Regions from separate parts of the Mus musculus genome. Here all the other regions are linked to region 1. The links are chromatin contacts, called in public promoter capture Hi-C maps. All regions are on one chromosome and are shown on one strand. Each heading gives the region's core, a stretch centred on a gene start, on an enhancer-like site or on the middle of the called end of the contact. The rest is flanking DNA. Distances are from core to core; before and after follow the strand shown. Region 1 holds the start of Cacfd1 (calcium channel flower domain containing 1). Region 2 holds the start of Nrarp (Notch-regulated ankyrin repeat protein). Region 3 holds the start of Gfi1b (growth factor independent 1B). Region 4 holds the start of Paxx (non-homologous end joining factor). Region 5 holds the start of Ppp1r26 (protein phosphatase 1, regulatory subunit 26). Region 6 holds the start of Ajm1 (apical junction component 1). Region 7 holds the start of Rabl6 (RAB, member RAS oncogene family-like 6).

Region 1 (3,531 bases), core at 330-2,829:
TGGGAGGACCAGGTCGCAACTCAGACGAACAGGAGTCCTTTGACAACCAAGGACTCAAATACATCCACTCACTTGGGGTGCTAATAATGCTCATGTCTTCCATATAAAGGAGATGTCCCTATAATCCTTTCTTCCTCTGTCTACAGAGGTCTTTGGGACCAGAATAAATCCCTCCAATAAATAATAAGCCCCTTAGAATATCCTCCATTCCAAGAGAGGATAGCCCTATGTCAAAGTGACCGGCTAAGCCATAGCTCCTGCCAAACCCCTATTGAGTTTTTAAAGCAAATACACGATATCCTTCCCTCCTATGATATGCCAGTATTCAAAACCTTGATGTCCACCCCCCTGATCCCAATGATCAGGTTCAGGGAACAATTTAAGCTACGGCCACAGGTCTCCAGTAAGGTTTCACTGATAGCTTGGCTCGGCAGGAGGATTAGGGAGGCCTTCGGGAGTAGCACAGGTACCCACAGGAAGTATGGGACTGGGTGGGATTTCCAAAGTCAATCTAATCTAGAAATCACCTGGTCACTGACTGAATCACCATGACGGAGGGAGGATAGCCGCCTACAGGTCATGGTCAGGCCCTTCCTTGTCCCTCACCCCTTAATACCACCTTGAACTAGCTAACTGCACTGAAGAGGATTTGATCAACCTCAGCAGACTTCTTCCAGAGCTGCCTTACCAGGGCAGCACATACCTAACTCTACCCTATCCATCTGACTAGCAAGATCGTCTGGACAGATGGGGCTCCAAGGTATTCCTCCAGACAGGAAAACGGATGAGTCTTCCCCTACCCACACAGTTCCTGCTCTGGTACCAGGTAGGCAATGGATCCTCGGGCCTTCCCAGCACTCACCTGGACTTCTAGGAATTCACAATGAAAGGGACACCCAGGATTTAGCAAACACACTGTTTGGAAGGCCAGCAACATAGCTGCACTGAAGAGGCGGACCTGCCTTCCTCTTTACAAGAGCAGAGAAAGCTTGCTGGTGTGGAGGATACTAGGCCGACGAGAAGCATTAGGAGAGTGTGGACAGTAGGAACCCGAGGAGAACTCCGATCACTGCCCAGCCACCCTGAGGGGCCACTCTTCTCCTGGCACCATCTGACCCCCAAGCAAACTTCCCAGCCTGTGGAGAGCTGCCCCCCATTTATGAACAAGTTTTGTCCAAAGGCTGGGAACTTGGCAGTCCCACCCCAGCCCAGGTAAGCATCACCAGGCCGAGGCAGGGCCGGGAAGGGGCAGACGCGCGTCCTCTGTGAGTCTCATTTCCTCTGATCAGGGCCGCAACAACTGGGCAGTAAGCCATCGAGTTCCGGCGGTGGACTGCAGGCCTGAGGCCGGGAGCCATGGCAACCCCGGGGACGCCCGCTCCCTGGACCCGATACTCACACACCGCTCCTAGCACTCCCGCCAGGCGGCACAGCCAGCGGTACCACCAAGTCATGCCCTCTTCCTGTGCCGGCGGGGCTGGGCCCGCGGCCGCTCCGGCGGCGCCCGAGCCGCTCATGCTAAACGCTGCGCGCAGCCCCAGGCGCGCACAAAGAGACGTGTCCACCCGCGCGCGGCCTTGTGGGAGAGGTGGTGATTAGCATAGGGGCGGGCCCGCAGGCCATAGCCGGGGGGCGGGGGGAGGGCGGGAGGAAATGGAGTATAGCATAAGGGGCGTGTTTACAGACTGTCAGACGCCCTTTGCCACCCAGCAGGTGCGCTGGATCCGGTCTGGCCTTTCCTCTTTGCAAGATTGGAAGACGTCATCCAGAAGTGGCAAAGGCCTTGTTCAGACCTCCAAGGAACTCCGCCTTGCAGTAGAATGAGCTTTCGAGCTAGGCTTGTAATGGGCGGCAGGTTATGGGAGGAAAACTCCAGTCTGGTATCCTGTATCCTTTATTAACCACTGGGGGCTGGGACTGTTTTTCTGATCTCCACCTCCCAGTCCCAGCCCTTCTGCACCTGGAAAAGGTCACTAAAAGAGGTTCCCTAAGGCTAGCAGGCATTAGAACTTCTAAAGAGGCTAAAGTTGCATACTCCCCGGCTGTTGGAGAGAAACCTAGGACAGAGCCAGGCTGTCGTCCTGTTCCGATGTCCTAGGTGAGATGGTCCAATACTCGCCCTGGAGACTGGCATGTGCCTCCAGGAAGCCAGGGCTAAACTCCAGTTCAGCCTCGCTGCCTTCGGACTCCCAGTAGAGCACCTGCTGCCCCCAAAATGTTGTGGTCCTCAGACTGTGGATGTCCCTGATCTGTGGAGAAGCAAGTAGCCAGAACAGGCCATGAGTGATCATTATTTATAAACTCCTGGCTACTCAGAGTCATTTTTGTTTCTTAAAGGAGCCCACATGAGGGACACTCGGTTCTACCCAAGAAACTCCCCAGAACACACAACCAGGTACAAGAGCTAGGATCCTGCTCAAGACTAAGTCTGAGGTGCTCTGGTGCCTTGTAGAGCATACTGAATCGCAACCCTACCTATGCTCTTCTGAAAACAAACAAAACACCAGACACAAACACGATGCTTCCACGCTGGGTCAACAGGCAATGGACTCCCAGGGAAGGCCTTCTCTCTTCCTTCTTGTGGGTAGAGCCACAAGCATTCCCTGGTGAGTGAGTGAGTGGCAGAAACCCTCCTTCCCATTCTTTCCAATAATTTTGAAGTTTTGGATGAAAAATAAGCTAAAAGTGTTCCCTAATGCCAACACTCCCTCCCTCCTTCCTAGAGACAGCTCTCCAGAATCGTATCAAAAGATTACCCCCTTTTTGTCCCCATCCTCGTGGCCTCACCGAGACATAGTTGGCATTGGTCCCCTCAGAAGCAGTGCCCATATCACTGGCCAGGGCGCGGATGGCAATGCGGGCCTGTGGAGCCACACTGATGAAGACCCTGCAGGTCCCTGCCTTCCTCCCGTCTGGGCTCAGTGAGGGACTCACAATTTCACCCCGAGGTCCAAAGAGCTGCCTGTCACATTCTGCAGGCAAGAACAATGATAGGCTGGGTGAGGGCCACCTCAGGGAGACTACTGACACCAGGGGGTTCCCTGACTGCCTCTCCCGTCCCTCTGGTGGGCCTTTACTCTGTCCACTTCTAATAGACTAGCTTCAGGCAGTGATCTGAAAGGGGCAGGCAGTGGTGGCTCAGCAGAAGTGTTTTGTACAAGGCAGACAACTTAAGTCTGATTCCTAGGATCCCCATGGCAGGAAAGAACCTCTATCACTGACCCTCAGCCCCGTCCCCACAAACACACACCCTAACTTCGACGAGGGCGGAAAAGCTTTTGGTTCTTGCCACACAAGCCTGATTGCCTGAGTTCAATCCCAAGAACCCGTGTAAAGATAAAAGAAGAAAATTGGCTCCGTGGTGGAGTTGCCCTCTGTCCGCCACACCCACATCGTGCCATGTGCATGCCCACACATGTACATCGTAATTCCTAATATTTAAAGGGACTGAGAGGTGTTGGTGCCCTCTGTGGGGAGAAGGCAACAGTGGCATGCTTTGGGCTGGGCACCTTAAAAGAGAAGTCAATAAAC
Region 2 (3,531 bases), core at 267-2,766, 1.8 Mb after region 1:
GAGGGGAAAGGGAGACAGATCCTAGGCTCTCTAAACTCAGAATCCAGGGAGAGGAAAAGAGGAATGAGGTGTGGAAGATTAGGGACTCGGTGGGGGAGGGGCTAGCAATGGGAAAACCATAGGGCTAGGCGGTATTTTCAGTGCAACCAAAAAATGGTAGACTCAAGTTTTTAGTTTTAAAGGAAAAAAAATGCATCTTTCTCCCATAACCACGCACAATATTTCCAAACAAAAAACTCAGGCGCACAAACTTCACCCACAAATATACACACACGTGATAAATAGTTGAGGACATCAGGAACCCGGAGCGTCCCCTTCCCTTCCTAAGTGCGAGGGCGCGCAGATGGTGGAGCCCGGTAATGGTTGTTTGGCGGCTGCCAGCGGCGGGCGCCGCACTGTGAGCGGCCGGGTCTCACGAGCGGCGGCTGGAGCGCGAGTCCGCCCGCGCCTTTCACCTTCCGGAGAAAACATTTCAAGCGGAGGATCCGGTATCTCGGGATTCCGAAGTCTCCCGGTGTGAGACTCAAATTTCAAAACGGACTGGAGCCTGCGCCCCGCCCCCACCCTCTAGGCGGTCGGGGCCGTGGGAAGGCTCTGGGGCCCCGCGGGGCTCAGAGGACTGCCAAGGGGAGGCGCTCTTTTGCGGAGAGCCGAACCCTGGGGTCCACGGATGCGCTACTTTGGTCGTGGCCGCGGACGTAGAGACTTAGCCCGATTTCCACGCGGACCAGCAAACCTGGCGCACACCGAGGTAGTTGGCGGGAAGGTACAGCAGAGACGACGCGGGTGGGGGCCAGGGGCCGGAGTCCGGGTGGCTATCACCGGCCGCTGGCCGCGTACTTGGCCTTGGTGATGAGATAGAGCACGATGTCCTGGTGGCCCCCGAAAGCGGCGATGTGTAGCGCGCTCCAGCCGTCGCGGTTAGCTAGGCGGATGTCGGCTCCGAACTTGACCAACAGCTTCACCAGCTCCAGGTTGCCGTCGATGACTGACTGGTGTAGTGCTGTCTGGCCCTCCGGCCCGAACGAGTTCACGTTGAATTCGCAGTTAGTCATGTTCTGCAGCAGCGACTGCAGCTCCTGCGTGTTGCCCTTGCGCACCGCTTCCTGGAAGATGCGCTGCGTCTGTGGCGCCGAGCAGGTGGACAGCTCGGCTTGGCTCATGTTGCCGCAGAGCTAGGGCTGCGAGCCGCGCCCCGGCTTAGCGCGGGCGGCGGCTGCAGTGCGGGCCCCGGGCTGTCTCGGGGCGTGTCTCGAGGTACGCCTCGGCGCATGGAGGGCGCTGCGCCCTCGGGCCCCGCACGCCGCCCCTGCGCACTCCGGGCGTTCGGGGCCGAGGGCCGCTGGCGCGGGACCCCTGCTGCATCCAGCCGCGCCCAAGCGGGCGGGCGACAGGGCTGGGTGCTGGTTCGCAGAACCTGGGGCAGCCGGAGGCCGCGACACTCGCAGTCGTGGTCCCTTCGAGGTTAGGCTTCGCTCCAGCTGAACTCCACCCGCGTCCCTTTGCAAAATAGTTCTAATTCGCCCGCCGCTTCTCGCCGTCTTTTACGGTTCTTATATTTGCATAACAATAGACGCTCTTGACGCGCACACCAGGGCTCTTTCGATTGGGTGGTGCCCACGTGGGGGCGGGGCGGAGGCGGGGTCGTGCTGCAGCTCCCTCCAGGATAGAGGGCGCTGGTCTGACCAGCACTAGTCTGGTCTGGCCAGGGTGGTCAGAAGGCCTCGGGGGTTTTCCAGCACCACTGCGGGATCCTGGGTCTGGTTGCTCCGGTGTATAAGCTCCTTCGGCAGTTTTCTTCTTCCTTCATAGATGTCGGGAGTTGCGAGTTCCTTGCGCAGCCACTCCCAGGCCTGGACCTGGCGTTCACAGGTGGCAATTTCACGAACTGCTCGGTTGTATAGTCCTCCATCACTCTGGTCCTTTCTACTCAAGTGTAATTTACGGGGAAGCTTGAGCAGCAATTGCATTTGGCTCCTCCATACTGATGGAGGGAGCTCCATGCCCCTAAGCTACCCACAGTGTAGGTAGGGGTTCCTTTGGCAGGCTGGCACAGGCTCGCTCGCTCGCTCGCTCCCCCCTCTGTCTCTGTCTCTCTCTGTCTATCTCTCTCTCTCTGCCTCTCTCTCTGTCTCTCTCTCTTTCTCGGTGGCCAGTCTGTCACTACTCCTCCTTATGTGTTTCCTTTACTTAGTGTCAGCATATAAGACACAGGGCTGGCTCGTGAGACCAACAGCACTGCCCTTTGAGGGAGTTCTGAAATGACTCATTTCCAAGCCATAAGCCCCACGTTTTATTGACCACCCTTAACAACTGACCGTGAGTGAGGCAGGAGGTGCTGGCGCTGGCTGGGAAGGCAAGGCTCCACATTTCCTCATTATGTTTTACGGCTTATAGCTTCGCTGTGGTTGCTGGAAATTAAGGAGGAATGATCTTAAGACTTGCAGAGCAGGAGGCAGGGCACGTCAGGGCTTGATTTCTTCTGAAGCTAACTGGGAATTCCAAGCAGGCAACTGTAAGCCTCAGCTGGGCAGCCCACCCAGCCAGGCTCCATCTGGGGACGCTCCTTTGGTGGATGTTCCTGCCCCAGACTCAGAACTGTATCATATTCACCGGGGCATGTCCCCAACCTTACTATGTTCACGGGGAGGGACCATAGCTAAATTGAATGGAGAAAGTAGGCAACCCCCCCCCCACCACCACTGTGACCACCAGATGTCCGCCCGTCGGGCCAACTTGTTTAAGGGTCACACTCCTTTTCTGCTAACCTGAGAACCTGAATCTCATGTGTATTCAGCTTGGAAAGCTCTCTAGTCTTCTTGGGATCCTTGGTCTATTGGGTTCTGCCTATTTGGTCCCCTAGCCACACCTTATACCTCATTGTTCAGAGAGTTTTTTTTTTTTTTTTTTCGAGACAGGGTTGCTCTGTATAGCCCTGGCTTTCCTGGAACTCACTCTGTAGACCAGGCTGGCCTCGAACTCAGAAGTCCGCCTGCCTCTGCCTCCCAAGTGCTGGGATTAAAGGCGTGCGCTACCACTGCTTGGCTACTGTTCCAAGATCTTGAGAGGAACCCTTATGGTTCTCTCCACCGTGCAGGTAGACTGAGGTGCAGTTGGGGGTTCTGACTGATGCCCCAATGCAGGCTGTGTCACAGAACACTAACCCAAAACAAAGTGGGCAGGGAGAAACGGGAGTTCTGGGAGCATAAGAGGACAGGATCTGATTCCTGGCTGGCCCATGGTTTCATGCGTTTGCATAGGGCTTGGAAGCTTTAGACAGGCAGGAATCAGAGACCACACCTGGGGGTGAGCAGAGCCTTACTTTCATCAAGCCCAGTGATGTTCCTTGAAGGTGAATGGGTCCCCGGATAGGCCCCTACCTAGGTGGGCTCCAGCCTGGCCTGAGGAAGGGCATCTGAGATGCTTGCCCAGAACAGAGCCTGGGAGAAAAGTCCTGTTGACATCCGCAGCAGGCGGCAGACAAAGGGGCCCTGTGTGAGCTCAGTGTGGGAACGCCAGGCCCCCACCACA
Region 3 (3,531 bases), core at 587-3,086, 1.6 Mb before region 1:
TCCTGGCATGAAGGGGCTGTGTCCTGGTCATGCCAAGGACAAAATGTGGGAGTCTTAGCCTAAAAGACACCCGGGCCTGGGATCCTTCAGTGGCAGAGCCTCACCCCCTGTGGCGCCAGCTTCAGAGCCACCGTTGAACTGGTTGTGCTACACAGCAGCTTGAGGCCAGAGCTCAGCCTAACAATTGTGCATTTAGAAAGCCAAAGCTTTGGGAAGGTTATGGGGAGGGAAGTGGGTGTAAAACCATTAAAGATGTCCACAGAGGAGGATTTGAATGAGACATGGCTCAGCAGGAAAGACAGTCAAGTGTAAGTGTATGTGACAAGAAATGAGGGCTGGTCCCTGTCAGGGAACAGTTTAAAAATGTCCCACGTATGGTCTATTAAGTTTTCTGCATAGTGACTCAGTTCTCACCGAGTGCTGGCTGGTAACGTGTACCACCCAAAGAATACTCAAGACGTTTTATAAAGAGAGAACAAGGCTGGGTGTGGTGGCGCACACCTTTAATCCCAGCACTTGGGAGGTAGAGGCAGGCGAATTTCTGAGTTCGAGGCCAGCCTGTTCTATAGAGGGAGTTCCAGGACAATCAAGGCTACACAGAGAAACCCTGTCTCGAAAGAGAGAGAGAGAGAGAGAGAGAGAGAGAGAGAACAAGGGCTGGGTGTAGCTGTCTCCTATCTGTGGCCACCAGTCTGGACCTGTGTCCCCTTGGGGAGTCTGTTGTGACCTCCGGCCGCTGCCACAGGGTTAGCCCCCTCAGCAGAAAGGCCTCAAACGAAACATCTCTTTTCTCTACACTTTGAACATTGGACTTGCAGTTTCAATCGGGGCTTCCTGTCCCGTGTTTGTTTTCTTTATGGGGGAAATGTAATCTCTCCAGTCCTGGCTGCAAGAGCATGCAAATCAGCTAACAGTGCTGTTTGGTGGAGTTCTCTCTGTATGCAAAACTTCCTGGAATAAATCAGTCATCCCCAAACGGGAGGAGGCCAAGGGGCAGAGCAGGGAAAAGAAAGTGGGGACCAGGGAATGGGGCTCTGCTCAAATGGGGTGAAATGCCCTGCGCTGGCCTGGGTACCCAGAGGGGCCCCCATTGACCTCTCTGTCTCTCATGCTGCCACTAGATGGCAGCACACGCCGGCCGTGGTACTTGGGTATTCAATCTGTACTTGAACTTTGCCAGGTACAGGTTCCAAGGCCCCCAAATTCACTACCTTGCTTTTTTTGTTGTTCTTCTACTCTGTCTATTTGTGGTTCTGCTGGTCTGTGGTTGTCTGGGGGAAACTCCATTTTTTTTTTTTTTTAAGAATGAGCTCAGTGGGAGACAGAATCCTGTTGGTTAAGAGTGATCTGTACTGGCCCAGGATCCAAGAGCTTTAAACACAGGGGCCCCTCTAATGCCTCAGCGAGAAAGTGTGTGATGGTGGAATCTAGGAGAGGAGAAGCAAGAGGAAGAAGGGAGAAAAAGAGGAGAGAGGAGGAGGAGAGGAAGGAGAGGGGGAAGAAAAGGAAGATGGATGGGGAAAGAAGAGAAAAGGGGAAGAGGGGGAAGGGAGGGAAAGAAGGAAGGGAAAGAAATAAAATCTAAAGCAAGGATGAGGGACTGTAAGTCAATGCTAGACTTTTACATTTTAATAAGTTAGCCACTCTCTTTCACCCAAATGCTACTGAAAGTTTCTGGAGAAATTTCCAGTGGGTTAGAAGCTTCTGTGAAGTTTTGATAAGCAAATGTGGCTGCACTTTCGCGCTCTGGTCATTGGCTGACGCTGCAGCCGCCAGATTTTGACACAAATAATCAGATTGAAAATCAGGGAGGGGAACAGAAGGGGGGCGGGAAACACAGAAACGAAAAGGAGAAGTGTCTGTCTGTGCAGAGACTCATAACGTTGACCGAGCCGAGAGCAGTCCCCAGGGACAGTGTGGAGGTTCGTGGCTCTCGGGCAGAACTCAGAAGAGGGACAGCTCCCTGACGGTGAGTGCTGCCAGACCCGTGCTGGCTGGGCTCCGCTGAAAAGTTCGTCCTGGGTGCCCAAGGCAGGGAGGGTGTCTGCTTCCCTTTAAGGTGAGAGGAAGAATACTGTGGTAGTCTCTCTTCTGGATGCAGTGCTCATCACCAGGGGAGAGAAGAAGGAAGGAACATGGACCAGTCCCGATACCCCAAGATAGCGCAAACACCGAGCTTTCCTCCTGCGAATTCTGTGAAACTTCATTGTAGGGGGCTAGGCTTCACCCAGATACACAAAGTCAATCCCCCCCTTCACACACACACACACACACACACACACACACACACACACACACACACACAGAGCACTTTTCTAGGGGCACCAGAGGAGCCCAAATTGGTGTCCCCCTGGGCTAGAGCTGCCCTGTGCCAGGATCTCAGAAGGGATTGGTAGCTCTGATGACCCTCTCAAAAGTTCCTGGAAGCACCGGGGAGGGGAGTCAGACACCCTTTCCTTGGGAATTTACTGAAGGGAAATGACAAGGTGAGGCAGACCACAGGATGATGGAGGGGAGGCACTGCCAAAGGCTCTTGGCTCCTTGAGCATCTGTAGCTCTTCTCACCTAGAGGAAAAGGTGAGTTTGAGTTGTGGTTTTCTTAGAAAACAGGGCTCATTGCAGAGATGCCCACGGATGGATGCTGTGGTCTGTGACTGGGTCCTGGGAAAGCCAGCATTTTTATGAGACTACTGTGGGGAAAGCCAAGTCACCCTAGCTGTGGAGTTGGACAGCCTGGGTACTGGCAGAGCTGTGCCTATCCACCTGTGCTCTTCCAAGTCTGCAAAGCCCTCCATCAGGAGAGGGGTAACATTTTGATTTGGGGGTCAACCTGTAGAAAGTCCCTCGGGGAGTTGGGTGGCTCTGGATGATTTAGGTCTGATGGAATCGCCCCAGTGGTGCTCACCATTCCCAGAACTTCAAAAAGGTGGGTGCAGGTCCCAGGTCTCCCTTCACCGGGGCACAGAGCCTGCTCGCAGGCAGAAATAGCAGGAGACTCCTCCGTCTGAAGGCGTTTGCATTGAATCCTTTCTGGTGTCAGTCCCAGCCGGCCGTGGGGAGTGTGGGGGCTGTTTGCCCAGTTTTGTTTCCATTGTGGTAAAACAAGTCCATAGAACTGACCTTTTTTTTTTTTTTTTTTTTTGCTTTTGAGTTACGTGGTGTTCTTCGGCATGGGCATGGGACGTACACTCTGGTCCCGACTCCTTCCTTCTCTCCTTTCTCACTACATAGTAAAAAAACAACAACAACAACAACAAAAAAAAAATCAACCAAACAACAAACAAATGAACAAACAAAAACTTAATTTCTGATCCTTCTGCCTCCACCCTCTGTCACTGTGTCCTGAGCTACATCCCCAGTCCTTTCTTCTTTTCTTTCATTATTTTTTTAATCTCTCCTTTCTGTTTTTTTTTTTGGGGGGGGGGTCGAGACAGGGTTTCTCTGTGTAGCCCTGGATGTCCTGGAACTCACTTTGTAGACCAGGCTGGCCTCGAACTCAGAAATCCACCTGCCTCTGCCTCCCTGGTGCTG
Region 4 (3,531 bases), core at 380-2,879, 1.5 Mb after region 1:
AAAGTTTTTCACTCAAATTGGTAAAACAAACAAAACAAAGCAAACAAACAAAACCAGCAGCTCCATGGGAGGCTGAGAAACAAATCCTTGCAGACTTTAGCAGCCTAGAACAAGAAGCAGCGATATCTCCAGGTCCTTAAGGTCTGGGACAGGCCCCTCGAGTGGAAGAGGATGCCGTTCACCATCTCCCAGACCTGAGGCCTGGACAGGACTCTGCTTCCTGGCTCTGGCTCTGGCTCTGGCTCTGGCTCTGGCTCTGGCTCTGGCTCTGCCTCTGGCTCTGCCTCTGGCTCTGCCTCTGCCTCTGGCTCTGGCTCTGGGGCTCTGGCTCTGACTCTGGCTCTGGCTCTGGCTCTGGCTCTGGCTCTGGCTCTGGCTCTGGCTCTGGCTCTGGCTCTGGCTCTGGCTCTGGCACAGGCAGGCCTCCATACTTTAATATCAAAGGTTTTCCTGGGTTGCCTTGTGCTGTGGTGAGCAATGCAGTAGGGATGGGAGAAATGACAGACATCATTTCTGCCATATTCCAGTGGCTAGAATAGAAGCAAGACCTTAGATGCAGCTTCTAGGAGGGGGTCAGACAATGGTGGAGATGCAGGCAGACATCAAGGCTGAGCCAGAAACTCCTAAAACCAGGATGTACGGTACACAGTGAAAAGCAGGGAAAGTAAGACATGGGAGAGAGGGATGGAGACTTGAGCAGAGGTGAAATGTTCTACATGGATCCTCAAGAGGACACTTTCAAAAGAACTACAGGTAAGTACACCCGGCTGGAGACAGGCAAAAACCCATGCACGCAAAGGCTCTAGTCCGGAGCCTCAGCAGGGTTGAGCAAAACTAGAGGAAAGTGGGAATTGAGTATGTTTGGCTGATGGCACTTTTCAAATGTTAGCACAGTTCACCAAGTTACTAACCACTCTCACCATGGTTCTCATAGGTTCATGCTAGCCCTCTTCCACAGCCTTGGGAAGACTTCTGTTCCCATCAGGCCTCCTCCTGAGCACACCCTTTGCTGGGCTCCATTCTCTGCAGGTGGCATCAGCCCCTACTATGCAGGCCCTGTGTGGATTCTCATGAGCATTTGCTGCAGTGTGAGTGCTGTCCTGTCGGACTAGTCATCTCTCCCATTAGATCTCAGGTTCCAGAGACCTCCTGTTGGTGAAGGTGTCCTCAGGGCTGACAGGTATCACACAGAGGGTGGTGACTCAGACAATGGGAGGGTATTGCCCGGGAGAAAACTGCATCTCCAAACGTTTCCACATGTACTGTACTTACTCTTGTATTTTGGTTTGTTACAACTCAGCTTTAGAAAGAGATGTGTTTATATCTAAAGTGACAGGAAGGGACAAGTGACCAACAGTTTGGAGGCCCTGCAGTACAAGCCCTTGGGGGATAGATAGGAAAGAAGACCGGCATTGAAGAGCGGCAGATATGTTGCTAAGAAGGACCCAGAAAAGCGGAAGAGCACAAGGAGTGAGACCATAGTAGATCTCTGTTTGGATGCAAGGGCCAAAGAACAGAGCCCAGAATAGCACTGAGTAGCTAATGCGCTAAGCCCCGCCCTCCGAGTGCTTCCCGCCCCGCCCCACGTGCTAAACCCCGCCCTTTAGTCAGCCTCTTACTTAATGCCTGGTACCCGGAAACAATGTCAACCTTGAGTACCGCCCATCGCCTCGTCCTTCCGTCCCTCCAGAAACCAGAAGTTCCGCCGCCGAGCGAACACCTTAGATTGTGAGTCACCGAGTTTGTACTTCTGCGCAGGCGCCCTCAGCCCACATCTAACTTGGCTCCTGCGGCGAGACCGCCCTGCTGTCATGGCTCCTCCGTTGTTGTCGCTGCCGCTTTGTATTCTGCCGCCGGGTTCGGGCTCCCCCCGCCTGGTGTGCTACTGCGAGCGGGATAGTGGTGGAGACGGGGACCGCGACGACTTCAACCTCTAGTGAGTGGAGTCTAGGGATGTGGGGTGCGGGAGCATAGCGGGCACGGTGCCTGACAGCCCCTCCCACCCAGTGTGACGGACGCCGCCGAGCTCTGGAGCACCTGCTTCTCGCCTGACAGCCTGGCGAGGCTCGTGAGTAACAGTGCTGGGGATAGGAGACAGCTGGTAGCTTGCCACCCTCCCCCTCCCCGTGGCAGTGGTTCTAATAGCATTTCCAGGGTAGGGCAGTTTGGAATGTCCAGTGGGTCCAGGGTCCTGGGCGGGGTTAGTGACAATTCCTTGTTCCCAGCAGAAAGCCCGATTTGGCCTAAGTGGGGCTGAAGATATCCATTCCCGGTTCAGGTGAGTTCCAGTTAGGGAGGCCATGTGAATGAGAAGCTTGGGGTAGTGCTAACACATCCTGGCCATAACACACATCTCCCTCCTTAGGGCAGCCTGCCAACAGCAGGCAGTAACTGTAAGCCTGCAAGAAGACAGAGCATTGATAACCCTTTCAGGGGATACCCCTGCCCTGGCCTTTGACCTCTCCAAGGTGCCCAGCCCGGAGGCAGCCCCCAGGCTGCAGGCTTTGACTCTCAGCCTGGCAGAGCATGTATGCAACCTAGAGAGGCGGCTGGCAGGTACTGTATGTGTGGGCACCTGTACCTTCCCTCAGGGGCATGCTTTTGCAGACCCTCCTGGCATTGAGTGAGATGCCACGACTCTCTCTTAGCTGCAGAAGAGACCATCACTAGCCCCAAGAAGAACACCCAGCCAGCAGGCACTCAGTTCTTACCAGGTAAGGGGTGGGCCTGGCATGTGGGCTGGGGCTGCTCTTTCTCTGGAACTGCCTCTCCAGATGTCTCATGGGAGAATCTTTCCATGTGGACAGAGTTCTGGCCAGGGTTCTTTGGAGTTCAAGATTTCCCTGATCCTATTTTCTGGCAGAACTTGATCACCAGAGAGGCAGCTCTGGGCCTGGGGTCAGGAGACGGTGTCCAGGGGAGTCTCTCATTAACCCTGGCTTCAAAAGGTACTTGCCACCTGTCTCCCCTGCCCTGGTCCCTTCCTTTTCTTCTATGTATTTACATACTCTTGTCTTCTAGTAAGAAACCAGCTGCTGGTGTAGACTTTGATGAGACCTGAGGACAGCAAAGCCTGTTACTTGGCCAGGAGCCTGCCTGCAAGGAAAGGGGAGATCTAGGACCCCCTAATCAGAGACACCCCTTGCTTCACTTCCCCTGTGGTCCTGCTGTTGGGCAAAGGTGCCTCTCATCCCTTCTCCGTCAAATAAACTGCTCCCTCGGGGAGAGATGCTAGGCCAGACTTGAGTTGTGAAGATTGGCCTTGGGGAGGGGGCACGAGAAGACCCCTCTGGTGTACTGTGGAGCCCTGGGAGGCAAACAGATGCATCAGGCTCTCGGCATCCAGGAGGCTCTCCCGCCTAGGTCTTAAGGCAGGCAGCAGAGCTTTCTCAGACCTACTGTGTTGATTCTGCGTGGCCAGCACAGAAGCTGAGAGCGTCCTGGTCTGGTAGAGCCAGAACTCTCTAAGGCTTAGATGTCCCACACTTGCAAGCCCCACCCAGGTAGCACAGAGGCGTTGTCTTGGAGGCC
Region 5 (3,531 bases), core at 511-3,010, 1.4 Mb before region 1:
TAAATATTTTTTCTGTTATGATATGTCCTTAATGTAAAGAAAGGCTTGACAAGTTGAGGAAAAACTTGCCCTGACACCAACTACACTAACTGTGGCTGATTTGCCTCCCCTCTAGTGAGAGCCGCAGGATGGAGGGTGCTTTCCTCTACCAGCTACCCGAGCTCACATCCTGGCCATCCTCAACAATCACTTTGCTTTCCTGAGACTCCCCACAGGCACAAGGCAGTGGGAACTAAAGGGAAGAGTAACTGCTTTCACTGGCTGGAGGACCTACCGCTTCTTTGCTGTAGGTGGTGTTCAAACTGCAATACTATAGAAATCACGTAACATTTGCAGGGCTTAACTGTGAAGGGTCTGAATCGAGTAGGGTGTGGTGGGGTATGCATGCCTTAATCTCAGGTGAAGGCCAGAGGATCAGGAGTTCAAGGCTAGTACTGGTTCCTTATCTAGTTCAAAGACAGTATCTGGGCTACTTGATGCTGTCTCAACCCACCAAAGTAAACACAACAAAAAGTGCTTTCCCCGTTGGGGCAGGGCAGGGTGGGATGGGGTGAGTAACATTAATATCTTAACATGACAGCAGGTGCAGAGCCGAGGGAATAAATCAGTTTATTTCCACTCACCTGCTCACAGCTTATAACGATGGACCCAGAACTGAGCTCCTCTGACAGTCTTAATGGTTGTTGGTCCAGCTACCTGGTCAATCTTGGGAGCTGTCACTCTGGAGAACCATGAACTTCACAGTTAGAAATGTGAGCTGAAGCCAGAATTGGGGCTTTAAACTGGAGGCTCTGGGAATCAGGTTTCCAGGGTGGTTGTGGGTACAATCATCACCCCTCTCTGCCCCCCCCCCCCCAGCATGGACTCTGCACTTAACTTATGATGTAGAGGGCCCTGTACTCCAACTTAAAGTGGGTGTGGGTAAGATTTGGTCCTTAGGAGCCAGAGGTGCTGACAAGATTCGGCCCCCAGAAAAATTGTTGTGACTGCCAATCCCTGTGCACAGTGCTGGAAGCAAGGGGAGACAGATCCCCCTGCTGCCTGAGTACTGACTGCTCTTCTCACTGTCTGAGAGGGAGCCGCAGTCTGGTCTTCAGCAGGTTAATGCCAACCCTTCTCCAGTCAGTGGCAGGGCCTCCGGCTGGTCTGTGCCCCCATCCATCCATCCCCCCCGAGTAATTTTCTGGGATCCCAGGCTTAGGGAATCCGGGAGTCTCGAAGCTGTTCGTGGCAGGTCGAGAAGGCAGCCTTGAAGGCCAGGCCGGCCTCAGTGACCGGGAGCCCGCCCCTCACCTGAGCCACACCTGGGCCCGCCCGGCGCCCGCTGGCTCTCGAGGAACGCAGGGCGCAACAAGCGCCAGGCATCCGCGAGAGGCGCCTCCCGGGGGCCGGGACCCTCTCCCGTGATAACACCAGCCTCAGCCACCAACCCGATCCGGACCCTGCACGCCGCGGCCTGCACCACGAAGCCAGCCCAGCTGCCCGCCCTGCGCCCCGCGTCCCGGGAGGCGCCGGGCCCGGAGAGCGGGGAAGCACGGACACTCCCGCCCCGCCCTCCCTCGGTCGGGCGCCCGCAGCCACCGCGGAGTCCCGCGGGGACTCAGGGGCCCGGCGCGCCGTGGGAGCGCGGGAAAGGAGGGCGGGGCCGGCGCGGCGAGGGGCGGGGCGACCCCCACCCCCCACCCCGGGCCGTCTCTCCCGCCACCTACCCGCGGCGGCGGCGACCGCGCTCCGGAAGCCGTGCCCGGTGGCTGGGCATCATGGGAATGGCACGGCCGAGTTCCGGGGGAGGCGCGCGGCCCGGCCGGACCCCCGCCCGCGAGAGCGCGCCCACCTGCACTGCGAGCGCCCGCGCTCGGACACGCACGGCGCGCGGGAGGAGCGCATGGGGCAGCTTGGAAACGGCCGCGGCGCCCGCGGGACTCGGAGCCTGCGCGGGGACCCTCCTTGTCCTCCCACCCGGGGCCTGGCGCAGCTCCGGGCGCCGAGAGCGTGCGCAGCCCAGGGGTTCAGGAGGTCGCGCGCGTCGGCAAGTTGGCCACGGCGAGAGGCGTGGCCGTGAAGAGAAGGAGGGCGGCCGGACCCTCGCACATACCTTCTTTTTGGTCCAGATCCAGTGGCCCCCGCGTGCCTGGCATCTGCTCACAGTTGCCCTTCCTATCCTCAAACACAGCAAAGGTGTGCTTCCTTGCCTGCAGTTTGCACCCAGCTCAAGATTGTGCTTAGTTTGCCTGCTCTGGACACCGCGGGGCCTTCTGGGCTACCCAAGTCCCTTTACATTGTAGAACGCTTCTATATGTCTATGCACAATGCCCCCTCTCCCCACTTTAGCCAGATCTTAGAGTGTGCTTAAAGATAGGAACCCTGAGGCTGAGGAGAACTAAGCAACAGGAGTCATGCAGGGTGACCTTGCTCCACATTCACACCAGTGGTCTTAGGAACAGGTGGGATAGGACTAGCTTCCGCCAACGCGGTCAGGATTATACAGTGGAATTTCTTGGCTCTGTGGCACACTGTATGTGATGTCGGAAATCTCCCTAGTTTTCTTTTACTTTTTAGACATGTCTGGAGATTCTGTATTGATCATGTCAGGGAACAAGCCAGGCTCACCCCCGGCCCTAGGCACTCACCCTGTCTGATAAGGCAGAGGAAATGATTAGAGAGTGCCAGGGATCTGACAGGAGAAACCCCTAGAGACTTGTTATATAAATGAGCCTGACCTCAAACTTACACAGATCCACTCGCCTCTGTCTTCAGAGTGTTGGGATTAAAGGCAAGTGCCATCACACCTGGCCTGAGTTTTTGTCACTATGAAGTAATATTATGAACATTTAGAGAGAATTACACAACCAATAATACCATCACCAAGATGTAGCTGTAGGCCTATTTTGGAATGCTTTTAGTGTTGTGAGAAACACCTTTGGGTGTCCCTGAAGCCACTCTGTGTATGTCTCCTGGTCTAATGCCTAGAAGACAGTAGTCTGCTTGGGAGAGATGCGAGGTGCTGACACTTGGCAGGTGCCCTTCAGAGATGAGGACTGTTTGGTTATTTTCTACTGCTGTGAAGAGACACCATGACCAAGGCAACTTATAGAAGAAAGAGTTTATTAAGCTTACGGTTTCAAAGGGTGAGTTCATTCCACCATGGCAGGGAGCATGGCAGCAGACAGGCAGGCATGGTGCTGGAGCGATAGCCGAGAGCTTACATCTTGACCCACAAGCCTGACACAGAGAAAGCAAATTGAAACCTTTGAAACCTCAAAGCCCATGCCCAGTGACTCACCTTCACTAAGACCACACCCCCTAGCCCTCCCCAAAAACAGGTCCACCAATCAGGGACCAAGCAGTCAAACCTAAGAGCCTCTCATTTTGTCACCACAGGGATCTACCTCACTGCCTTCAGGGTAAGCAGATATTTCCCACTTCCTGCCAGCTTGTAGAGCTGCCGTACCACTGAGTCTGCAGCAGTCTCACCATCTCCCTGTCCCTCTCTCTCTTCCTCCACCCCTTCCATGCTTGGTCGGTAGCCTT
Region 6 (3,531 bases), core at 308-2,807, 1.4 Mb after region 1:
GCCAGGTACACACTGGGACCGACCTGGGCTATGCAGACTACTCGGGCTCGGCTCGTGGAGTAATCACCAGGTAAGAGGCCAAGCCAAACTGCCCAGCATGTGGAGCTGTTGGCACGGGAGGGGGCTGCACGGAAGGATGAGGAGTCCCCGCCCCCAAGCAACGCAGACTAGGTTCTTGCTGATGGCTGCTCCAGGACGGGCCAAAGCAGGACTGCTATTTGGGAAGGGCCTTCAAAATACCTAGGATACAAGAGCAAGCCCCAACCCCATCCCAAAGGGAGCGTGTGTCACAGTGCACTGCTCCTGACAGCTGCAGCCAGCAAAGCCGACTGTCACCTTCCTGGGGCGGAGCCTCAGACCCTGTCATCTCACCCAAACTCTGACCTGGCACTGAGTTTAGAATGAAAGGGGTCTTAATAGGGTCGGCATGAACCTGGGTTTGGAACAAGCCTTGGTACTTAGTAGCTCTGACTCCAAAGAGCACCCCTCTAACAGCCCCTTGTACACCTGGACTAGAGACCCGAAAGGCCCATCCACTTACAAGTCCTGCCAGGCCCCAACACACTCTCAACTTCCTCTGGAGCAGATGTCCTGGGAGTAGGTGCATTATGGGGGGAGGGTGTGTGTGTGTGTGTGTGTGTGTGTGTGTGTGATCGCCTTCTTAAACCCTCTTTCTCTAGCCAGCTCCAGGCCCTGGAGACCACAGACACTGGTGGCCCACATCTGAACATTAGCCTAGATCGTTTTCAGCCCATAGCTCCAGGGATGAACAACCACACGTTTCCATGGAGCTTTCCAAAGCCAGAGTGGGAAGGACTCTGTCCTGGGGAGGGGCTTTCCCGCCCTCTCCTCTGCCTCCTCCTAGCTAGCAGCCTCCTGGCTTGGTACACTAGTGGTAGTTTTCAGCTTAGAGGAAGGACACCATGAACTCGTGGCTCACATGGCCCCACGTGGTTCTGTAGCCTAAACCTGGCTTTAGCACACACTGGGGGTGGGGGAAGGGTCCATGTGCAATTCTGCAAAGCAGGAGAGTCTTGCTGTAGCCTTCTCTGTTCCAGCAAGCTTGGTGGGTTTCATTCAAGCAACTGGGGTCCAAGATTTATGCAAAAGGAAGAGGGATTTGAGACCCAAGAAAACTCTGGGATCATTCCTCTGCCTAGGACCTCATCGAGTTGAGGGGACTTACGCTTAGTTAAAAAGGACTTGAGTGCTAGGAGAAGAGTTCTCTGCCCAGCCTAGTCGGCAGGCAGGAACCATTCATTGACTCACCTGGGACTCTGCATTATCAGAGGGTCTACCTGTAAGGAAATCTAAAAGTGCATCGTTCCAACTGTAGGCACCAGAGGGCAGTAGTGCTGAGATCACGTCCCGCTTTGATCTACCTAAGCCTGCCCAACCGACCCTAGTAGGGGGAGAGAATGCCTGGCAGGTTTAACTCAGGAGTTCCCTCTACAAAGAAGGTCCACAGTAGCCTAAATTCTCCTGGCCCATCTACCCCACAGGTCGCATGGACTGTGAGCTTTCTCCTGCAGGTACATCTAACATAGGCATGGAGGCAGCACCAGAAGCCTTGACCATGACCTGCAGCCAAGGCTGCACCATCCCCTATGCCCCAGGTAAGCCGGACCAGCACGTGGGGTGGGGTGGGGTAAAGGGCTTGGGGTGCAGAGGAGGCTGCCCTGACCGGTATCTCCTCCCAGGGCAAAATCCCCGAAAGGCCGTGTGACTGGAGCTGCCAGCCTGGGGACGTCTTTTAAGATGACCCGCACGGACCCGCCGGACTTGCTGGTGTCGACCGTGTACCAGGACATCAAGGTGGTGGACCCAGGGCTCACGTCCAAACGCCAGCCATGTGAGCGATCCGTGGCCCGGCCTGCTGCGCCCACGCCTTTCAACAAGCGCCACTGCCGTAGTTTTGACTTCTTAGAGGCACTGGACGAGCCCACCATGGAGACACACCCAGAGCCGCCACCTCCTGAACCTGCGCCACCGCGCGCCCGACCCAGAGACAGCGAGCCTCGGCGCCGCACCCGTTCCAAGAGCGCGCCCCGTGCGTCCCAAGGCCTGGCGACTGCTCCAGCTTCGCCGCCCGTACTGCAACGCAGAGGTCGGGAAGCCCAGCGTGCAGTGCGGGTGGAGGGGTCGCCGCGCCGGGAGCCCTCGTATCCTGCGCTGAGAGCTCTCGCTAATGAGCTGCACCCCATCAAGCTCCAGCCACAGCGGGGAGGCCCCGGACGCATCGCGCCTCTATGCGCCACCCCAGGCCGCTGCGCACCACCGGAACCACCCTCTGGACCTGTCCCCCATGTCCGCTGCCGTTTGGACATCAAGCCGGACGAGGCAGTGCTGCAGCACGCCGCCCGAAGCTCGCGATCTTGCGCACCTAGAGAGACGACGTCCTGGGCTCGCACAGCTCCACAGTTCCATGGCCTCACAGTTCCCGGCCCTCGCCACGTGGCCCTGTCACGCACTCCTACCCCCAGTGACTTGTACTGTACTGACCCCAGAACTCTGTACTGTGACGGGCCACTGCCTGGGCCCCGGGACTACTTGGAGCACCGCAGTCAACCCTTCACAACGCCTCCAGGTCCCACCCAATTCTTCTACACCGAGGAGCCAGAGGGCTACGCAGGCAGCTTTACCACAAGCCCCGGCCTTCCCTTTGATGGCTACTGTTCCAGGCCCTACTTGTCCGAAGAACCCCCTAGACCCAGTCCAAGGCGTGGGGGCAGCTACTATGCTGGCGAAGTACGCACCTTCCCGATCCAGGAGCCCCCCTCCCGCTCCTACTACGGGGAGACAACTCGAGCCTACGGTATGCCTTTCGTTCCCCGGTATGTCCCAGAAGAGCCCCGGGCGCACCCTGGAGCCCGCACTTTCTACACCGAGGACTTTGGGAGGTACCGAGAACGCGATGTACTGGCTCGGACTTACCCGCACCCGCGCAGCAGCCCACCCTGGGCTGACTGGGGTCCGAGGCCTTACCGCACCCTTCAGGTAATGCCGCCTCCCGCCCCTGGACCACTGTTGGCCTCGTGGCACGGCGGCACCGGCACAAGCCCACCCCGGCTGGCCACCGATAGCCGCCACTACTCTCGATCCTGGGACAACATCCTAGCTCCTGGTCCTCGTCGTGAAGATCCTCTAGGACGCGGCCGCAGCTATGAGAACCTCCTGGGACGCGAGGTTCGGGATACGAGGGGTTCATCCCCTGAAGGTCGGCGTCCACCAGTCGTAGTGAATTTGTCCACCTCACCCAGACGCTATGCAGCACTGTCGCTGTCCGAGACGTCGCTGACAGAGAAGGGCCGCGCGGGAGAGAGCCTGGGCCGCAACTGGTACGTCACGCCAGAGATTACCATCACAGACAACGACCTGCGCTCAGTGGATCGCCCGACTGCCAAGGGCTGGGAATTGCCTGGAGGCCGACCACGGCAGCCCGTATCCACGGTCCCTGAGGGTCCTGCTTCAAGCCGCCAGCGCAGCCTCGAGCAGCTGGACGAGCTCATCACTGACCTGGTCATCGACTCA
Region 7 (3,531 bases), core at 567-3,066, 1.4 Mb after region 1:
GCTGTGCCCACCTCCCCCTCACTGCTGTGCCCACCTCCCCCTCACTGCTGTGCCCACCTCCCCCTCACTGCTATGCCCACCTCCCCCTCACTGGTGTGCCCTCCCCCCCTCACTGCTGTGCCCACCTCCCCCTCACTGCTGTGCCCTCCTCCCCCTCAGTGCTGTGCCCTCCTCCTCACTGCTGTGCCCTCCTCCTCCTCACTGCTGTGCCCACCCTCCCCCTCACTGCTGTGCCCACCTCCCCCTCACTGCTGTGCCCACCTCCCCCTCACTGCTGTGCCCACCTCCTCCTCCTCACTGCTGTGCCCACCTCCTCCTCCTCCTCACTGCTGTGCCCACCTCCCCCTCACTGCTGTGCCCACCTCCTCCTCCTCACTGCTGTGCCCACCTCCTCCTCCTCCTCACTGCTGTGCCCTCCTTCTCCTCCTCACTGCTGTGCCCTCCTTCTCCTCCTCACTGCTGTGCCCTCCTCCTCCTCACTGCTGTGCTTACCTCCCCCATAGCTTTAACTCTATCCAGAAGAAGATGAAGAACATGCTAGAAGAGGAAGAAGCAAGACTCAAGCAGGCCCAAAACAACATGAATAAGGGCCAGCAGCTGCTGCTGGTCATCCAGACAGGTATTGACAACCTCTACATCCGGCTCATCGGCATCACCTTGCCAACCTTCCAGGTATCAGCCCCCGGGGAGGAGATGCTGTGTACAGGGTCCCTGTGTGGGACCACAGGAAAACCAGCTGCTCCTCTGACCCACAGAAAGAAATAGCAGTCTCTAACACTCTTGATGTGTACGGCAAGCTGGATTATTGTGAGGGAAAGCTTATCTACCTGGCTGAGCGCATGCAAACGTTGTCCAGAAATGAGGAGGTAACCCTGGGCCATGGAGGGGTCCCCACAAAGCCCATGTGCTCTCCAAGATGATAATGGGTGCTGCCCTGCAGGTTGACACAAAGGTGAGGGACACCTTGGAGTCATCAACTCTAAAAGAGAAACATAATACCAGAATTACCTTTGAGGACCCAGAGGAGGACATGATAGGTGAGGCTCTACATGCCGGCCACAGGAAGATGGAGAAGGACGACAAGAACAATAGCTGCAACTAGATAGGGTCTGAACTCAAGACAAGAGATGGCATACATGGTGACTGGGCGCTGAAGGGAAAGGTTTTAATCGATAGACGTTACAGAGGTTTCTTTTTCTGAGACAAAAGGGACGTATATCATGGGATGGGCCAGAAGGGAGCCCAGACCGAACTTTTAGAAGAATTTCTGCTACAGAGGCAAGGTGGGGTGAAAGGATAAGGACAGCTAGTGTGGATAATCTTGGCAAATCCTAGTTGTCTGGCACCTGGCCTTAGGTGACTTAGGGCAGGGGTCTCCAGTCATTGATACATGTCTGAAATGAGCTCCCGGCAGGAGATGGCCTATGGCAGCAAACGCCAACAGGTAGAGGTGGGAGGCTTCTGGAAAGAGGGTGGCAGCCACTCCTTTTCTTGCCTGTTCAGAAACCTTCCAGTTTGCGGATGTGGACCATAGTTACGTCCCTTCGCGGGCGGAGATAAAGAAACAGGCCCAACAGCTGATCGAGGCGAAGCTCAAGGGAGCCAAAAAGAAGAAAAAGTAAACCTGTCTGGGCTGTAGTACAGAAATAAACATTTTTCCAGAACTACACTAGAGGAAGGAGAAACCTCGGGACTCTTGAGGACCGGGAAGCTGATCGTTGGACCAGAGGGGGTTGGTGGCGGCGAGGTGGAGATGCTAGAAAAGGGCGGGACCTAGTGCGCTCTCTGCGCATGCGGCGGCTACGTGTCCCTTTTAGCGTCCCGTAGCCGCGCCGGCGCCAAGATGGCGGCGCTGACGGGTGCCTGGCTGCCGCGCCGAGGGCCGTGGAAGCCGGAGCGGAGCCACAGAGGCTGAGGCCCCAGAACCTCGCTCGAGGCCGCGCCCGCTCCGGCCTCGGGGGAAGCCTGGGCCGGCCGGACATGGTGCGGGGTGCGCTGTGCTGCTGCCGCTGCTGAGCTCGCAGGCCAGCCCGGCTCGCACGTCCAGCAGGAACATGTTCTCCGCGTTGAAGAAGCTGGTGGGGTCGGAGCAGGCCCCAGGCCGGGACAAGAACATCCCCGCCGGGCTGCAGTCCATGAACCAGGCGCTGCAGAGGCGCTTCGCTAAGGGGGTTCAGTATAACAGTGAGTGCGGGCCGCGCCGTCGGGCAGGCCGGGGCGGCTGGCAGGGCCCGGGGCGGCCACCCAGCCTACTAGGGTCTGGAAGAATCAGAGGGTAGGGGCGGACGGGTCCCTGGGTTCTGAGTAGTGGTCGTTCCTTGAGGGACATCACCTGACAGGAGACCTCCAGAGAACAGCTGTGCGGCGACACTAGCGGAGCAGCGGTGGAGGACCCTGATTGGCGCGGGTACCCTGCGGAGAGAGACCATTACATAACCCGAGGGTGCGCGCGCGGGGCTGCGTGTGCCTGCCTCCTCTCCGCCCCCCGCGCCTGCTCTCACTTGAGGCTCCTGAAAGTCGGAGGCTCCTGAAAGTCGGTCGCCTGTGGGCCTTGAGCCTTGATTTTGTTTTTTTGTTTTTTGTTTTGTAAGGGATATGCTTTTTTTTTTTTTTTAATTTCAAGAGGCTCTTAACTCTGCATCCCTGACCCCACAAGAAGAAAAGTCCGCTCTGCCCTTCGTTATAAATTATGTATGTTGTGCAGCGAGAAGCACACGGTTCTCTTGACCTCTTTAGAGTTTTTCCATTTGCAGGTTGAACAATCAAAAGATTCTTGGGCAATGTCGTGGTCTGATATTGTTTACTTCTAAACTATTTCTATACTGCAACATTTTTGAAGCGCGTGCGCGCACACATACATGCACTGGCACATACACACAGTTCACTGTAAGCTGTGCCTCACAGGGTCAGTGATATTTAGGTAATAATGTAACATTATGAAACTTACTAGGAGGATTTTTTGTGCAAATTTAGAAGCAAACAGTGTATGTGTGTTAACTTGGAAGTTTGTATTTCTCTTGACTGAGGAAGAGAATTGAGTCAAATATTCAGTGGTTTGTGTTCTTTGGAATCTATGTTTGGATTCTTTCGTTATTTTTATATAGTATTAATTTGCAGCCCAATTCTAGAAATTAGGCCTGAACTAGGAGCTTCTTGCTTTCTAAACTTACTACCCACTGGACCCACGCCCTGGGGTTCTAAAGAGGAGGGGTCTAGAAGAGCTGAAGTCTTCCATATTTTCCAAGATGCCTTACTTAAAGGAACAAACCTGCAATATAATAAATACAGATTCGGGATTCTTGTAAGAGTCTCCACATTTTGAATTGTCTGTTGCAGAATGCTGTCTGGGTGGCTCGGGAAGGCAGCACAACAATCTTTTGCAATATGTCAGGAGAATGAATAACTGAGGCAGGGAAAGCTGGACGAGCCTTTAATCCCATCACTTGGGAAGCAGGGGCAGCTGGGTCCTTTTTGGACCCTAATGGAATCCAGGACAGCATGGGCTACATAGTGAGACCCTGTTTCAAAAAA

The links. Promoter capture Hi-C pulls out the DNA fragments that hold promoters and counts their contacts.
Region 2: a contact with region 1 is called in a promoter capture Hi-C map of pre-B cells, with 2.7 times the contacts expected there. The contact joins the promoter of Nrarp here to the promoter of Cacfd1 in region 1. A contact is called at or near these places in 1 of 39 promoter capture datasets (pre-B cells), 1 of 484 Hi-C or Micro-C datasets (CD8 T cells) and 1 of 115 datasets of contacts at active chromatin or transcription factors (pancreatic cancer cells).
Region 3: a contact with region 1 is called in a promoter capture Hi-C map of pre-B cells, with 3 times the contacts expected there. The contact joins the promoter of Gfi1b here to the promoter of Cacfd1 in region 1. A contact is called at or near these places in 1 of 39 promoter capture datasets (pre-B cells) and 1 of 115 datasets of contacts at active chromatin or transcription factors (microglia).
Region 4: a promoter capture Hi-C map of pre-B cells shows a contact between it and region 1, with 4 times the contacts expected there. The contact joins the promoter of Paxx here to the promoter of Cacfd1 in region 1. A contact is called at or near these places in 1 of 39 promoter capture datasets (pre-B cells) and 1 of 115 datasets of contacts at active chromatin or transcription factors (pancreatic cancer cells).
Region 5: a contact with region 1 is called in a promoter capture Hi-C map of hippocampal neurons, with 4 times the contacts expected there. The contact joins the promoter of Ppp1r26 here to the promoter of Cacfd1 in region 1.
Region 6: a contact with region 1 is called in a promoter capture Hi-C map of pre-B cells, with 4 times the contacts expected there. The contact joins the promoter of Ajm1 here to the promoter of Cacfd1 in region 1. A contact is called at or near these places in 3 of 39 promoter capture datasets (hippocampal neurons, liver and pre-B cells).
Region 7: a contact with region 1 is called in a promoter capture Hi-C map of hippocampal neurons, with 4 times the contacts expected there. The contact joins the promoter of Rabl6 here to the promoter of Cacfd1 in region 1. A contact is called at or near these places in 2 of 39 promoter capture datasets (hippocampal neurons and liver), 1 of 484 Hi-C or Micro-C datasets (B cells) and 1 of 115 datasets of contacts at active chromatin or transcription factors (pancreatic cancer cells).

The regions. Positions count from the first base shown.
Region 1 is chr2:27,007,974-27,011,504 of GRCm38.p6, reverse strand. Cacfd1 (calcium channel flower domain containing 1) reads right to left here and starts at 1,579. Exons shown (of 6, transcript NM_029862.4): 1 at 1,400-1,579. The coding sequence starts at 1,517. It overlaps Adamts13 (a disintegrin-like and metallopeptidase (reprolysin type) with thrombospondin type 1 motif, 13), which reads right to left. Exons shown (of 29, transcript NM_001001322.2): 28 at 2,788-2,972; 29 at 1,880-2,249. The coding sequence ends at 2,058.
Region 2 is chr2:25,178,743-25,182,273 of GRCm38.p6, reverse strand. It overlaps Nrarp (Notch-regulated ankyrin repeat protein), which reads right to left and starts at 1,516. Exons shown (of 1, transcript NM_025980.2): 1 at 1-1,516. The coding sequence starts at 1,163. The coding sequence ends at 819.
Region 3 is chr2:28,620,287-28,623,817 of GRCm38.p6, reverse strand. Gfi1b (growth factor independent 1B) reads left to right here and starts at 1,836. Exons shown (of 7, transcript NM_008114.3): 1 at 1,836-1,969. It overlaps Gm52548 (a long non-coding RNA gene), which reads right to left. Exons shown (of 2, transcript XR_003954006.1): 1 at 2,906-3,531; 2 at 1,615-2,565.
Region 4 is chr2:25,459,192-25,462,722 of GRCm38.p6, reverse strand. It overlaps Paxx (non-homologous end joining factor), which reads left to right and starts at 1,629. Exons shown (of 7, transcript NM_153557.1): 1 at 1,629-1,936; 2 at 2,008-2,068; 3 at 2,229-2,278; 4 at 2,366-2,556; 5 at 2,649-2,714; 6 at 2,864-2,948; 7 at 3,022-3,235. The coding sequence starts at 1,812. The coding sequence ends at 3,061.
Region 5 is chr2:28,445,075-28,448,605 of GRCm38.p6, reverse strand. It overlaps Ppp1r26 (protein phosphatase 1, regulatory subunit 26), which reads right to left and starts at 1,760. Exons shown (of 4, transcript NM_001005420.2): 1 at 1,710-1,760; 2 at 624-721.
Region 6 is chr2:25,578,125-25,581,655 of GRCm38.p6, reverse strand. It overlaps Ajm1 (apical junction component 1), which reads left to right and starts at 1,557. Exons shown (of 1, transcript NM_001005424.2): 1 at 1,557-3,531. The coding sequence starts at 1,759.
Region 7 is chr2:25,606,766-25,610,296 of GRCm38.p6, reverse strand. Rabl6 (RAB, member RAS oncogene family-like 6) reads left to right here and starts at 1,816. Exons shown (of 15, transcript NM_001024616.2): 1 at 1,816-2,184. The coding sequence starts at 2,055. Ccdc183 (coiled-coil domain containing 183) reads left to right here. Exons shown (of 14, transcript NM_029859.1): 11 at 504-672; 12 at 756-866; 13 at 941-1,037; 14 at 1,504-1,668. The coding sequence ends at 1,622. It overlaps Fcnaos (a long non-coding RNA gene), which reads right to left and starts at 967. Exons shown (of 8, transcript XR_003954003.1): 1 at 828-967.